3 separate regions of the Mus musculus genome follow, and all the other regions are linked to region 2. Evidence: chromatin contacts called from public HiChIP or PLAC-seq data. All regions are on one chromosome and are shown on one strand. Each heading gives the region's core, a stretch centred on a gene start, on an enhancer-like site or on the middle of the called end of the contact. The rest is flanking DNA. Distances are from core to core; before and after follow the strand shown.

Evidence for each region. HiChIP or PLAC-seq counts read pairs in DNA pulled down with a chosen protein or histone mark.
Region 1: a contact with region 2 is called in a BATF HiChIP or PLAC-seq map of CD8 T cells, with 12 read pairs. The contact joins the enhancer-like site here to the promoter of Arid3b in region 2. A contact is called at or near these places in 15 of 39 promoter capture datasets (the 3T3-L1 cell line, 3T3-L1-derived adipocytes, the C10 cell line and 9 more), 1 of 15 datasets of contacts at CTCF or cohesin (CD8 T cells), 4 of 484 Hi-C or Micro-C datasets (the CH12 cell line, Th1 cells, bone marrow-derived macrophages and 1 more), 20 of 115 datasets of contacts at active chromatin or transcription factors (the 230-238 cell line, CD8 T cells, T-cell acute lymphoblastic leukemia and 11 more) and 3 of 9 other capture datasets (adipose tissue, liver and macrophages).
Region 3: a contact with region 2 is called in a BATF HiChIP or PLAC-seq map of CD8 T cells, with 12 read pairs. The contact joins the enhancer-like site here to the promoter of Arid3b in region 2. A contact is called at or near these places in 1 of 39 promoter capture datasets (pre-B cells), 1 of 15 datasets of contacts at CTCF or cohesin (CD8 T cells), 1 of 484 Hi-C or Micro-C datasets (muscle stem cells), 9 of 115 datasets of contacts at active chromatin or transcription factors (the 230-238 cell line, CD8 T cells, T-cell acute lymphoblastic leukemia and 6 more) and 3 of 9 other capture datasets (adipose tissue, liver and pancreatic islet).

The regions. Positions count from the first base shown.
Region 1 is chr9:57,988,371-57,992,206 of GRCm38.p6, reverse strand. No RefSeq gene overlaps it. Among named protein-coding and RNA genes, the nearest start is that of Cyp11a1, 25 kb to the left of the region's middle. Within about 2 kb of position 1,581, at least 36 of the 459 cell types and tissues checked have an H3K27ac peak or open chromatin away from gene starts, as enhancers often do. A contact at or near this core is called in CD8 T cells, T-cell acute lymphoblastic leukemia and Th1 cells, where this site is marked.
Region 2 is chr9:57,834,977-57,838,423 of GRCm38.p6, reverse strand. Arid3b (AT rich interactive domain 3B (BRIGHT-like)) reads left to right here and starts at 1,645. Exons shown (of 9, transcript NM_001379353.1): 1 at 1,645-1,742. It also overlaps the pseudogene Gm7547.
Region 3 is chr9:57,969,733-57,973,742 of GRCm38.p6, reverse strand. No RefSeq gene overlaps it. Among named protein-coding and RNA genes, the nearest start is that of Sema7a, 32 kb to the right of the region's middle. Within about 2 kb of position 1,527, at least 144 of the 459 cell types and tissues checked have an H3K27ac peak or open chromatin away from gene starts, as enhancers often do. A contact at or near this core is called in the 230-238 cell line, CD8 T cells, T-cell acute lymphoblastic leukemia and 5 more, where this site is marked.

The DNA.
Region 1 (3,836 bases), core at 332-2,831, 150 kb before region 2:
CCCCACTAAGCCTCAAACCCAACCTCAGCACTCCTCCCAAGCACATCCAAGCCCCATCTCTGAACTCCCCCAGACCTCTGTCAGAAGTATGAATGAGTCTGATGCACCCCCCCCAAACCTCCATAGGCCCTGAAAGGTGCTATAGTGTGGAGGTTGGACTAACTCCAGTAGACTCTACCCCGGCTCCTCCACTCACTTCTGTGTGGCTTTGAGGAAGTTTAACCTCTCTGTGCTTTTTGTCTTAATTGGAGTACCTATCACCTGGGTTGCCTTAAGAAATTCCAAGTGGCTGATGGGGACTGGAGGAGGGGACAAAATGAAGTAGAAAGAGAGCCAGGTGCCTAAGACTATTAGTACTCACTGGGGCCTAAGATCGTCACCTGAGAAGCTGGGCAGTGGTGGCACACACCTTTAATCCCAGTACTTGGGAGGCAGAGGCAGGCAGATTTTTGAGTTCGAGGCCAGCCTGGTCTACAGAGTGAGTTCCAGGGCAGCCAGGGCTACACTGAGAAACCCTGTCTCAAACAAACAAACAAAAGATTGTCACCTGAGACAAGTGGTGAGCCTTTAGGGTAAAGGTCACTTGTGCCCCTTAGACAGTCCCAGGAGAAATTTACAGAGACAGCCCAATCTGCCTTGGGGTACTGGAGGTCTGGCCTACATGGACAGTGGAACCATTAAGTAGAAAAGCCATGCCAGGCAGGATCTTCTCTCCTCGCCAGACCCCGGGCCCTCTCACCACCCAGGACCAGGGTGCCATCTGACTTTCAACCTGTGCCAGAAAGTCCGGAGCAGGATCTAGAGAAGAGCTTGCACTGGTTAGTTTTGTTTTGCTTTGGTCAACCGGACACAAGCTGGAACCCTGGAATGGGGGAGCATCAGATGAGGGGTTGCCTCCATCAGATCATCAGATGAAGGGTTGCCTCCATCAGATTGGCCTGTGGGAAAGTCTGTGGAGCATTTTTTTTTCCATTTAATGATCGATGTAGGAGAACCCAGCCCATTGTGAGTAGGGCCAGCCCTGGGCAGGTGGTGCCTGGAGACATAAAACAGCCACCTGAGCAAGGCAGAGGGAGCAAGCCAGTAAGCAGCGCTCTGTCACGGTTCCTGCCACTGCTCCTGCTTGGGTTCCTGCCCTGACTTCTCCCTCACTGATATGGACGAGTAAGCCAAATAAACCCTTTCCTCCCCAGCTTACTTCTGGTCCCCGTGTTTCGTCACAGCAACAGAAAGTGAACCGGGGCAGGAGTCAGGCTGGCCTCTGAGGCAGCTTCCAGAACTGCACTCTGCTCTCCTCTGACCCACTCCTCTGAACCACATCCTGCACCTGCAGAGCTCTTTTCATAGTACATCATCAATCAGTCTAATCACCAAGCAAGCTCTAAACATTGAGTGTTATTATCCCATTTTATGGAGGGCAAGCTAAGCCAGCCATGGTCCTTCCTGATCCCTTCTGCAGCCTCCACAGGGCCTTCATGGGAGCCTGAGTCTCCTCCCTTGAAGGGACCAGCAGCTGGCCCTAGGCAGACCCAGCAGGTTATAACAGATCATCTCGACCGGGATCTCTCTAAGTGGCCAGTAGGGGGCGCTGCTGCCCCCCCAGAAAGGCCACACTCAAGTTCCGGCCATCTGCCTAAGGTCCCAGGACATAATAAGGCAGGGGTAACATAAGGGGTTCAGCCTTTCTAACCTGAGCACAGAAGAAAGACAAAGCCCTCAGTCTCTTCTTGTGTGGTGTGTCCACCAGCTGAGAGAACATTCTAGACGTGTACCCAACTCTGCTCTCAGGAGATGGTAAAGACTGAGGAAGGGAATGCGTCCAGGCCATACCCACATAGAAAGTCAACTTGCAGTGGAAGCTCAGTGTGAGTAGGAACCCCCAGAGACTGCGAGCTAAAGGTACCCATGCAGTCACGTTGGGGTAGAGAGTGATGGTCCAATTGCTGTGGGGAGAGAGGTGTGCCTCAGCCCCCAGGACAGGAAATGGGATGAAGGTGAGAAGGGCCAGTCAGGAGAACTCCAGCAATAGAGATGACCCTCTTGGGCCCTGAGAAGAGACCCTTGAGTGGGTCAGAGCAGCAGGTTAGGCAAGACAGAGAGTTGGAAGATTAGAGACCAAAAGGATCCCATAGTCTAGGGTTCTACCTCATCCACTTGGCAGAGTCCTTAGTCCCCTATCTGACAGGATGGACCAGCAGACCTCTGATGAATCCCTTTTCTACTCCAGCCTTATCATGGCCTGGGACCTGAGGCAGGTGACTAGAACCTGGCTGTGGCCACTCCTGGGGCAGAACCTCTTGCTATTAGCCACCTACAGAGGCCCCAGTGTGAGCCAGAAGTGATCTGTCATACCCTATCTGGTCAGCCCAGGACCAGCTACTAGACCCCTTCATGGGAGAAGGCTGCAGAGGGGACTAGGAAGGACCCTGGCTGGCTCAGCTTGCCCTCTGAGGGCCCCTTCACCATTGCCTCCCTAGTTGCCACTGAAGCTGCCACAGCCAGGTAATTTTATTGAAGCCCCATCGAAGCCAGCAGCCTCCCCCTACAGTTCTCCACTGCCCAGAGGGGCCAGGGCTGGGGAGTCACAATAGACACCGGGGGATAGGACCATACTAGGGAAAGGGCGGTGCTTGCTTGACCTGCACTAGGTGGAGAGATGGATGACTCGAACCTTGATGACCATTTCCTCAGGAGCAGCAGAAACCAGACAAGGGGTAGGTGTGCCATCTCGTGACTCAGCAGCGATGAGTGTGAACCTCCTACCACCTCATACTGATCTTGAAACTTAATCCCTGTCCCTTTGCTCTCAATTTCACAGCTAAATACCTCACCCTCCACATCATCTACACCCTCACCCTGCTTCAACACTATGCTCCTTGGCTTGACTCACAGGAAGAGCTACAAATGGGAAGTTGCCTTCTTTCGGGGTAGCATGTGACAGTAAAGGCAGGGACTCCAGCTTCTTCTGGCCCCTCCACTCCCATCACTAACCATGAGCCTTTGCTCCTGCTCTGTCTTCTGCTCAGGGTCCCCCATTCCCAATCCCACTTTGCCTAGTTATCATTATTCATCGTTCATATTTTGACCTGTGCCGCCCCTCTAAGGAGCTGTCTCTGGCCTTCCCTCTCTGTCATCCCCACAACATACTTCCTGGCACCCCTCTCTGTAGTCAGACCAAGACTTCAGTTGTATAAATGGTGCCTGTTCCTTCCCACTGGATCTGAAGGGCCAGGGAAGATAGAGCCAGATCCTGGCTTGGTTTGCCCCATTATCTCTACAGCATGGGACACAGTACCAGGGCACAGTACATACTCAATAAACACCACAGAAAGAATGGGTTCTCCGGTGAGCTGGATGCCTCACGGTAACCCTCCATCCCTCTCTACCTTGCCCGGCCCCACGCCTCTCTGTCACCATTCGCATCTCCTTCCTGAAAAGCTTCCTGGTGACTGGACGCTATGGTGGAGACCAAGCACATGGCCCATGATCGAGACAAGACGGACTTGTATATAAATCTACCAGCAGGTTCCAGGGTAGCCTGAGTGATACCAATTTGTTCTAACACATGACTCAGAGGAGTCCAGACCCCAGAACTCACTCCAGACAGGAGGAAGTCTCTTTCCTCTTCAATCTCAAATTCGACGCCAGTTCAGTCTCAGGGCCTATGGTTCTCAGGGATGATCTAACTGCCTAACTGTCCAGAGAGGTCAGGGCCCAGCCAGGGTCACACAGTAGAACAGTCCTAGAGCCACACCAAGGATCCAGGGCACCAACTCCTACCCAGGGTTCTCCCTGTGCTATAATAAATGAGGCTATTTTTAGAAAGCTAATTAGCA
Region 2 (3,447 bases), core at 396-2,895:
AAAAATCAAAAATAAATAAATAAATAAATAAATAAAATAAAACCATATAAAAGTCGGCTGCTGCAGCCATCTTCCAGTAATTGGCCAAAATGACGAACACAAAGGGAAAGAGGAGAGGCACCCAGTATAAATGTTCTCTAGGCCTTTTAGGAAACATGGCGTTGTTCCTTTGGCCACGTACATGCGAATCTACAAGAAGGGTGATATTGTAGACATTAAGGGAATGGGCACTGTTCAAAAAAGAATGCCCCATAAGTGCTACCATGGCAAACCCGGAAGAGTCTACAATGTCACCCAGCATGCTGTGGGCATCATTGTAAATAAGCAAGTTAAGGGCAAAATTCTGGCCAAGAGGATCAATGTGCGGATTGAGCACATCAAGCACTCGAAGAGCAGGGACAGCTTCCTGAAGCGGGTGAAGGAGAACGATCAGAAGAAGGAAGCCAAGGAGAAGGGCACCCGGGTGCAGCTGAAGCGCCAGCCTGCGTCAACCAGAGAAGCACACTTTGTGAGGACTAACGGAAACTGCTGGAGCCCATTCCATATGAATTCATGGCCTAGTGGACAAAAAAGAAATAAGGGACCAGGACTGCAACAAAACAAAACAAACAACAACAACAACAAACCATAAAAGTTTTCATCAGGAACTGAGATGGATTAGTGAGTTAAGAGCGTGGCGCCAAAGAATAAGGGTCTAAATTTGGATATCCAACGCCTCAGTAAAAAGCCAGGTGTGGTGCACACCTGCAATCCTAGCATTTCAGAAGTAAAGACAGGATTCCTGGAGCTTGATGGTCAACTACTTTTGCTAAATAGGTGAGCTACCTTCTAACAAGAAAGAAAAGAGGGGAAGGGAAGGAAGAAGGGAAGGGACAAGAAAAGCCAGTGGCAATAAGTTCTAGGTTTTGGCTGGGATTGTTTTAAGACCCAAAACTAAGCGAGCCATAGACTCTGGATCAAGGATGATGGTCAGTTGGGAGAAAGGTAAAACAAGGAGGTGCATGCATAAATTCACAGAAGTTCCCCAGAGTTAGGAGTCCCAGAAGACAAGGTTTTGTTGTTTTATTGTATAAGCGGTGCCAGGATTCAGCTTCTACCTTTGGAACCTGAAGAAAGAAAACATTAACCCCTGTGACGAGGTGAGGTTGGGGATGGATAGAGGTGGTGTTCCAGAACAGGAAAATTTCAATCCAAAAAGTGAAATTTAGAAAAAAACTAATAAAAGGCTGGAATGCTTCATTAAGACTAGCTGAAAGTTAGCACTCTTTATTCCTTTCTTTCACTTATTACAAACAATTCACAACCACGGCAGCCAGAAACCCGTGTGCTGTAGTCAGTCCTACTCTTTTCAACTCCCCGCGAAAGCACTCACACCGGAACTCCTCTGAGTCCGTGCTCTCCCATTGGCCGAAGCCTCCGCCCGCCTTAAATGGCTTCCGCCCACGGCTTCAACCAGAGGGCGGTCTCTAGGAGTCACTTCCGTCTCGCACTACCCACCCACCCCCACCTCGTTCCCTTTTTAGCTGCTTCCGGCCTCGGGCCCCGCCCCCCACCGTGGGGCCCCGCCCCTACCTGCCCCTCCCCCGCCCCGGGCTGACGGCCGGGCCCCGCAGCACAGCTTCCGGTGCGGGCCCCGCCCCGGCTGTGGCCCCCAGCTGCGGAGGAGTAGCAGGCTCAGCTGCTACGCTGGGGTCTGAGCGGCTGCCTCCTCCCTACCCGCGAGCCCGGAACGCTGCACATAGGTGAGCGGCGCGGGTCGTGGTTCTTTCTGCCGCGGCGGGAGAGGGGCTGTGGCAGGTGGAGGGGACCGAAATGGGAGCCGAGGCAGGTGTGTAGGGGAGACGCGGGCTAGTGAAGCCGGGGTCCGCTGAGAAAAAGTGAGAGCATCGGGAGGAGCCCCGTCCTCCCGGTGTCCAAAGGAGTGGTTTGAGATAAAGAGATGGGAAAGGTAAGGGACCCCCCCCCCCTTTTGGCAACCGCAGAGCGAGCTTAGATGGAGTAATTAGAGAAGAGCCGGGAGATTGGCAAAGGGGGCTTGGTGGAAGTAAAAGTGATAGGGCTCCATTGGGTGGGAGGTAAAGAATGGAAAGAGGGGTCGAAGAGGGTCGGGGACAGAGCTGGAAACGAAGGTAAGGGAAATGGTCACCAAGGCCGGGCTCAAGCGGCAAGCAGTCCGTTGCTCTCGGTTTGGAGGTCCGGGAAGTTTAAAAAACCCGAGCGAGGGATGGAGAGATGAAGTTAGATTTCGGAGACGTAAATTCTCTAGATGTTAGTAGTATTGTTTGAATCCTTGGCTGCTTAGGGATTGGGATGAGATGGACTCTTCGGGAGGATGTGCCAATTGAGTTGTAAAACGGAGTCATCTCTGTCTTAATAAAGACGCTATCGGACACCCCTCTCCCTTGCTGAGGAAAGCCTACCGAGAAGATGGTGCCAACCAGAAAAGAAGCAGTTGTACTATGACTGGCAGGAGTTGGTTGAAATATTCCAGTTGTGTTGTTTGACTTTAAAGATTATACGAATATTTCTAAATGACCAGTGAATTGCTTGCTCTTCTTTTGTGTGCGTTTTGTTTTGTCCCCAACGGGGTTTTTATTTTAAAGGAACAATTTTGCCAACTTTCAGGCTTCCCTACAGAATAAGAACTAAAGCAGAAAGAAAGTATTGCTGCAGGCATAACTTATACTTTCCAAACTGCCAGGAGGAGGGACAGGCAGTAAGGGGCCAATTGGAATTGGAATCTTTTATCCGCCTATGAAAGCTACAACCAAGTGCTTCTAAGAAACAAAATGAGATTTGTCTAGCATGGCTCTGGTTGGTTTTTGAACTCCCCGCCTCCCCAGCTTTAAAAATTATACTCTTTAAACGTGTAAAAATTTATATAAATCAAAGCCATTTTTTTTTCTTGTTAGAGATTAGTTCTCCCATGAATTTTTGAAGATGGTAAAAGGTTACATTTTCTTATCTTCCAACTCAATCCTAAAACACTGGGACAATGCAAATATCAAGTCCCAACCTGCACAGTGCCGCTTCCCCTTTCATGTGGCAAACAGAAATGCACACCCTGTTGCCAGTCCTCTTCACCCTAAAATTTGCTCTGAGGAAGACTTGTGGGAAACTATAACTTAAGTGAGGTGTGTTGAAGGGGGAACCTGGGAAGGTTAGAGGTGGAAGGGTGTGAAAGGGATTTGTGTTTGGAGACAGATTGGCAAGAATGCAGATAACCCTGCCCCCAGGGTACTTTGGGACTGGAAGCCTTTTCTTCACTGGACTCATAGAATAAATATAGTAGAAGTGAGTCAGAAAGAAAGAGGATGTGAGGAGATTTATTTGTGGTTTATAAAAAAAAAAAAAAGAAACATTAACTTGTTTAGACAATATTGGTACCTGTTTCAAATTAATTAACTTTAAAATCTCCAGAGGAATTCCCCCCCCCCCCCCCGTTTG
Region 3 (4,010 bases), core at 278-2,777, 140 kb before region 2:
GGCCCTGCTTCTCCCAGGCCTCCCACCTCCAGGTTAGCTCTCCCTTATCCTTGGGAATCAAGATGGGTTGGCTGAGAGTCAGCCCTACCACCATCTAAACCCCAGAACTCCGTGCCTCAAGGGGGACCAAAAAAAAAAAAAAAGGCAGAACAGAGGGAGACAGAAGAGAAACCAGCTTGTGCAGACCCTGGGGACCTCTGTCACTCAGGCCTCGCCCACACACCAAACAAGAGCCTGGGAAAGTCTTCAGAGCTTGGATCTCTCCCAAAGGGCGATATCAATCTCTAGTATACATGGGCATGTGCACACACATGTGCATTCAAACATGTATACACACATGCATCACATGTAAATAGTGAGTGAGGTTGGGTAGTGGTTGAAAGCCGCAAAGACAGTGGGATGTGAAATAGTATTACCCTTGGGAAGCAACTTAGCATCCCCCCCTGAAAGTCAAACAAGGTTACCATATGATTGTGCAATCCCACTCCAGTTAAATGCACAAAGAATTAAAAACATGACCTCACGCAGGCTTCACCCGGATCTTCGTGCATCCTGATCCTGATTCACCACAGCCCTCAGCTCAGGTGTGCAGTGGCCGATGTTTAGACAACACAAATAGGACAGAGTTGTGAATGTGTCATCAGCCCTGAACAATGAGGAATGTTGATTTGTCCCTCAGCACAAACAGCACTGAAAGCATTAAGCTAAGAGAAAGAAACCAGACACAAAGGTCTCCTGGCATGTGACCCAGACAAATTCACGGAGACAGGAAGTAGAGTAAGGGGAGGTGGGAAAAGAAAGTAACAGGGTTTCTTATAAGTGAGGGAGTGTTCTGGAATCGATTAGTGACGAGTATCACACAGTACTGGAAATACATGAGAACCACAGATTGCTCACTTGCCACTGGTGAGTTTTTTGGGTTTGGTTTTTTTTATGTGGATTTCCTCTCAATGAAGAACGTGTGAAGGCCAACAGTCTCGCCACGAGCAAGCCTTTCTATTTGTGTCTGTCTGTAAAGCTGCTGCACTGATTAGCCTTTGCCCCGAGAAGCCCCCATACCTCAGCGATGTCCTGAGAGAAGGTGGGGAAAGCCATCCCCAGGGGAGCACTCTCTGGGGGCCACTCAGGGGGGTGTTCCCTTTGTCCACAGCTTCAAGAAAATGTCACACAAGAAAAGAACGCCAAAACCAGCTCCAGCCCCGGCGCTGTCCGGGTCCTGCTGGGACTGCAGTTTCCTATCCTCCTAAGTACCTCCTAAGGTCTTTCTGAGGCAGGATGTGGCCTGACAGAGCCCCGGGATGAGTGTTCCCTCCCAACAGTGCCTTTTGGCATGCATTGCTGGCCATGTGTGGACTAGCAGTTGGGTCTGGTCTGACCACAGTATCCCACTGGAGAAAGCCGTGGGCAGAGGTTTCCACTAAGTCAGTTCTGATTCAGTCTTATTCAGCCTCAAGGCACCCACAGAGGGGCTCCTAGCTCACAGATGTTTATGTGGAGTAATGGGACAGGATGTGGGTGCCCTCTGCCCCTTAGAACAGCTGCTCTGTGAACCACCATCCCGCCGCCCACCCTCCTGTGCGTGTTAGGAAAGTGCTTCACCACTGAGCTACACCTCAGTTCTTCCTGGGATGGTTTTGATGGGAACCAGCAACGGAAAAAGCTGTCATCCCCACCCTGCCCCAAGAGACATCCCAGCTAAGCCTCAAGGCACCCACAGAGGGTGCCAAGGGGCCAGATCCAGATCCCACCCAGTCATCTCTGGTCCGGAAAAAGTTAGAATGGCTAAGCACTTCGCCTCTCTAAGTACCATGTGTCTTGGGGCAGATGATCCCAGCCCCTTCCTCTGATGACCAAGTCTTAAGTCCTAACTGACTGTGTCCAGGAATCCCTGACCCTGGAGTCGGTTCTGCCTCAGGCCCCATCTTGGTGATCTTGCCAGAGAGTGGCTCTCCTCCATCTCTGCTGTATACGCTGTGTTAACCATGTGTCTAAGCAACGAGAGATGCTCGGTGGCGAGCTATGCAGTGTATAAATAAGAGTGATGGAGTCAGTCTAAAACCCCAGGTACCTCTAGAGCCATGAAGCTCTGGTAAACAGCTTCCCCTTCCTGGGTCTGAGTTCCTTTAACTGAGTATGGAGACAGCTGCAGCCTGTAACCTCAGGGGCTGAGGCAATGTGACTGCGAACAAAGGCTCCAGGTCAGTCCTGTTTCAAAATTTAAAAAGGACAGGAAGAAGAGGAAGAGGACCTAAGGATGTAACCCAGTAGTGGGGCCTATAGCATGTGTGAAGCCATAGGTTCAGTCTTTAGGAACACACACACACACACACACACACACACACACGCACACACACACACACAGGAGTTGGGGTGGGGTCAGCACCAATCTCCAAGAGCTTATGAAAACTCTCTAAGATAAGTCATATTTCTCTTTTAAAATGATTGGTACATACATTAATCGACTGTGTATGCTGAAGGGGCGCTTGCCTCAGCATTGCCTGTGAATGTCAGAAAGAGAACATTTGGTAGCCAGTTCTTTCCTTTCACCACGAGGGTTCTGGAGGATCGAACTCAGGGCGTCAGGTTGGCAGCAAGCACCTTTACCCACGGAGTCCTTCTTGTTATCTTTCCAGACAGTCCTAGGCAGGGAGGTGTGTGCTACTTGGTATATGTTCACCTCTATTATATTTAATAGCAGTTAACCTGAATATTCTGAAGTCAGACTGGTTGACTGATTAGTGTCCCTCTTTGGTGGGAGATAGAGGTGACATGTTTCAGAATGTTCTCTGGCTTCTGCTGGGTCAGCCCAGCCCTGGGAATAGGCCTGGAGGATTTTTTTTTTTTTTTTTTTTTTTTTTTGGTTTTTCGAGACAGGGTTTCTCTATGTAGCCCTGGCTGTCCTGGCACTCACTTTATAGACCAGGCTGGCCTCGAACTCAGAAATCTGCCTGCCTCTGCCTCCCCCCAACCCTCTGAGTGCTGGGATTAAAGGCGTGTGCCACCACGCCCGGCTGGCCTGGAGGATTTTAATCCTGTCTGGCAGAGAGAAGTGGCCCTTGCCTGGTGCCAGGCTTGGCTCTAACTGACCCTACAGGCCTCTTCCAGCACAGCCCATAAAAATCAGGTGCTCTGAGCAGGCCATGATGGTGTTAAGGGGGACTGGGAGGAGACAGGCTCAGTGTGCCTCCTGAGCCCAGACACAAGGACAGACCATGTCCCTAGTGTCTCTAAGGACTTCCTGTTTGCCCTCCCACCCTTACCCCCTCCACCCACCCCCACCCCCACCTCTGCTTCCGTGAAATCTCTTCAGTCCTAGGACATCAAAAAGGTTGGGCATTCCAGGAAAGTACCAGCCCGCCCAGGAAACCTGAACACCTGGCGGGACCTCATCCGGCCCATTGTCCTGCAGGGACAGAAACAGAGCCCTAGTCATCAAGATTGTCCACCCCGGGGACATCTAGTCCCAAGCCTTCCATGGGTGGGACACATAGTCAGACTTCCTTCCTGCAGATTGTAGTCCAGTGTTCCCCTGGCCCCAGCCTCAGGTGGGCTACAGCACATCTAAGCAAACCCCCAGCAAAGGCTTACTTCTCTGCTTGCTTCCAAGAGACCCCTGACTCTCTTTGCTGGCAGGTTACCACAGCCTAGTGTTCCCCACTAAAGCCCTGGGTATTAATGGTGTTCTCAGCCTGTGTCTTCCAGTTCCCAGTAGAGAGCATACAAAGAGAGCTTCACACACACACATTCCCCAAGGACCCTGGAAAGGCGACAGACTGAAGTGAACATGTGCACAGATGTCTGTGTGTTTACTCAAGTGAGCAGCCCAGATGTTGGTGCCTGTGTGCTTGTGCGCAAGCGTGTGCTGCCCCTCTCCTCTCCCATGTGTGTTTCACGTGAGTGAAAACAAGAAAACAGGCTCAAGAGAAAACGGGGGTGAGGGTGGGGGGACACACAGAGAGAATGAGCCTGAGACAGTAGCAAACCGAGCCTCTGATCACAGGGGGCAGAGG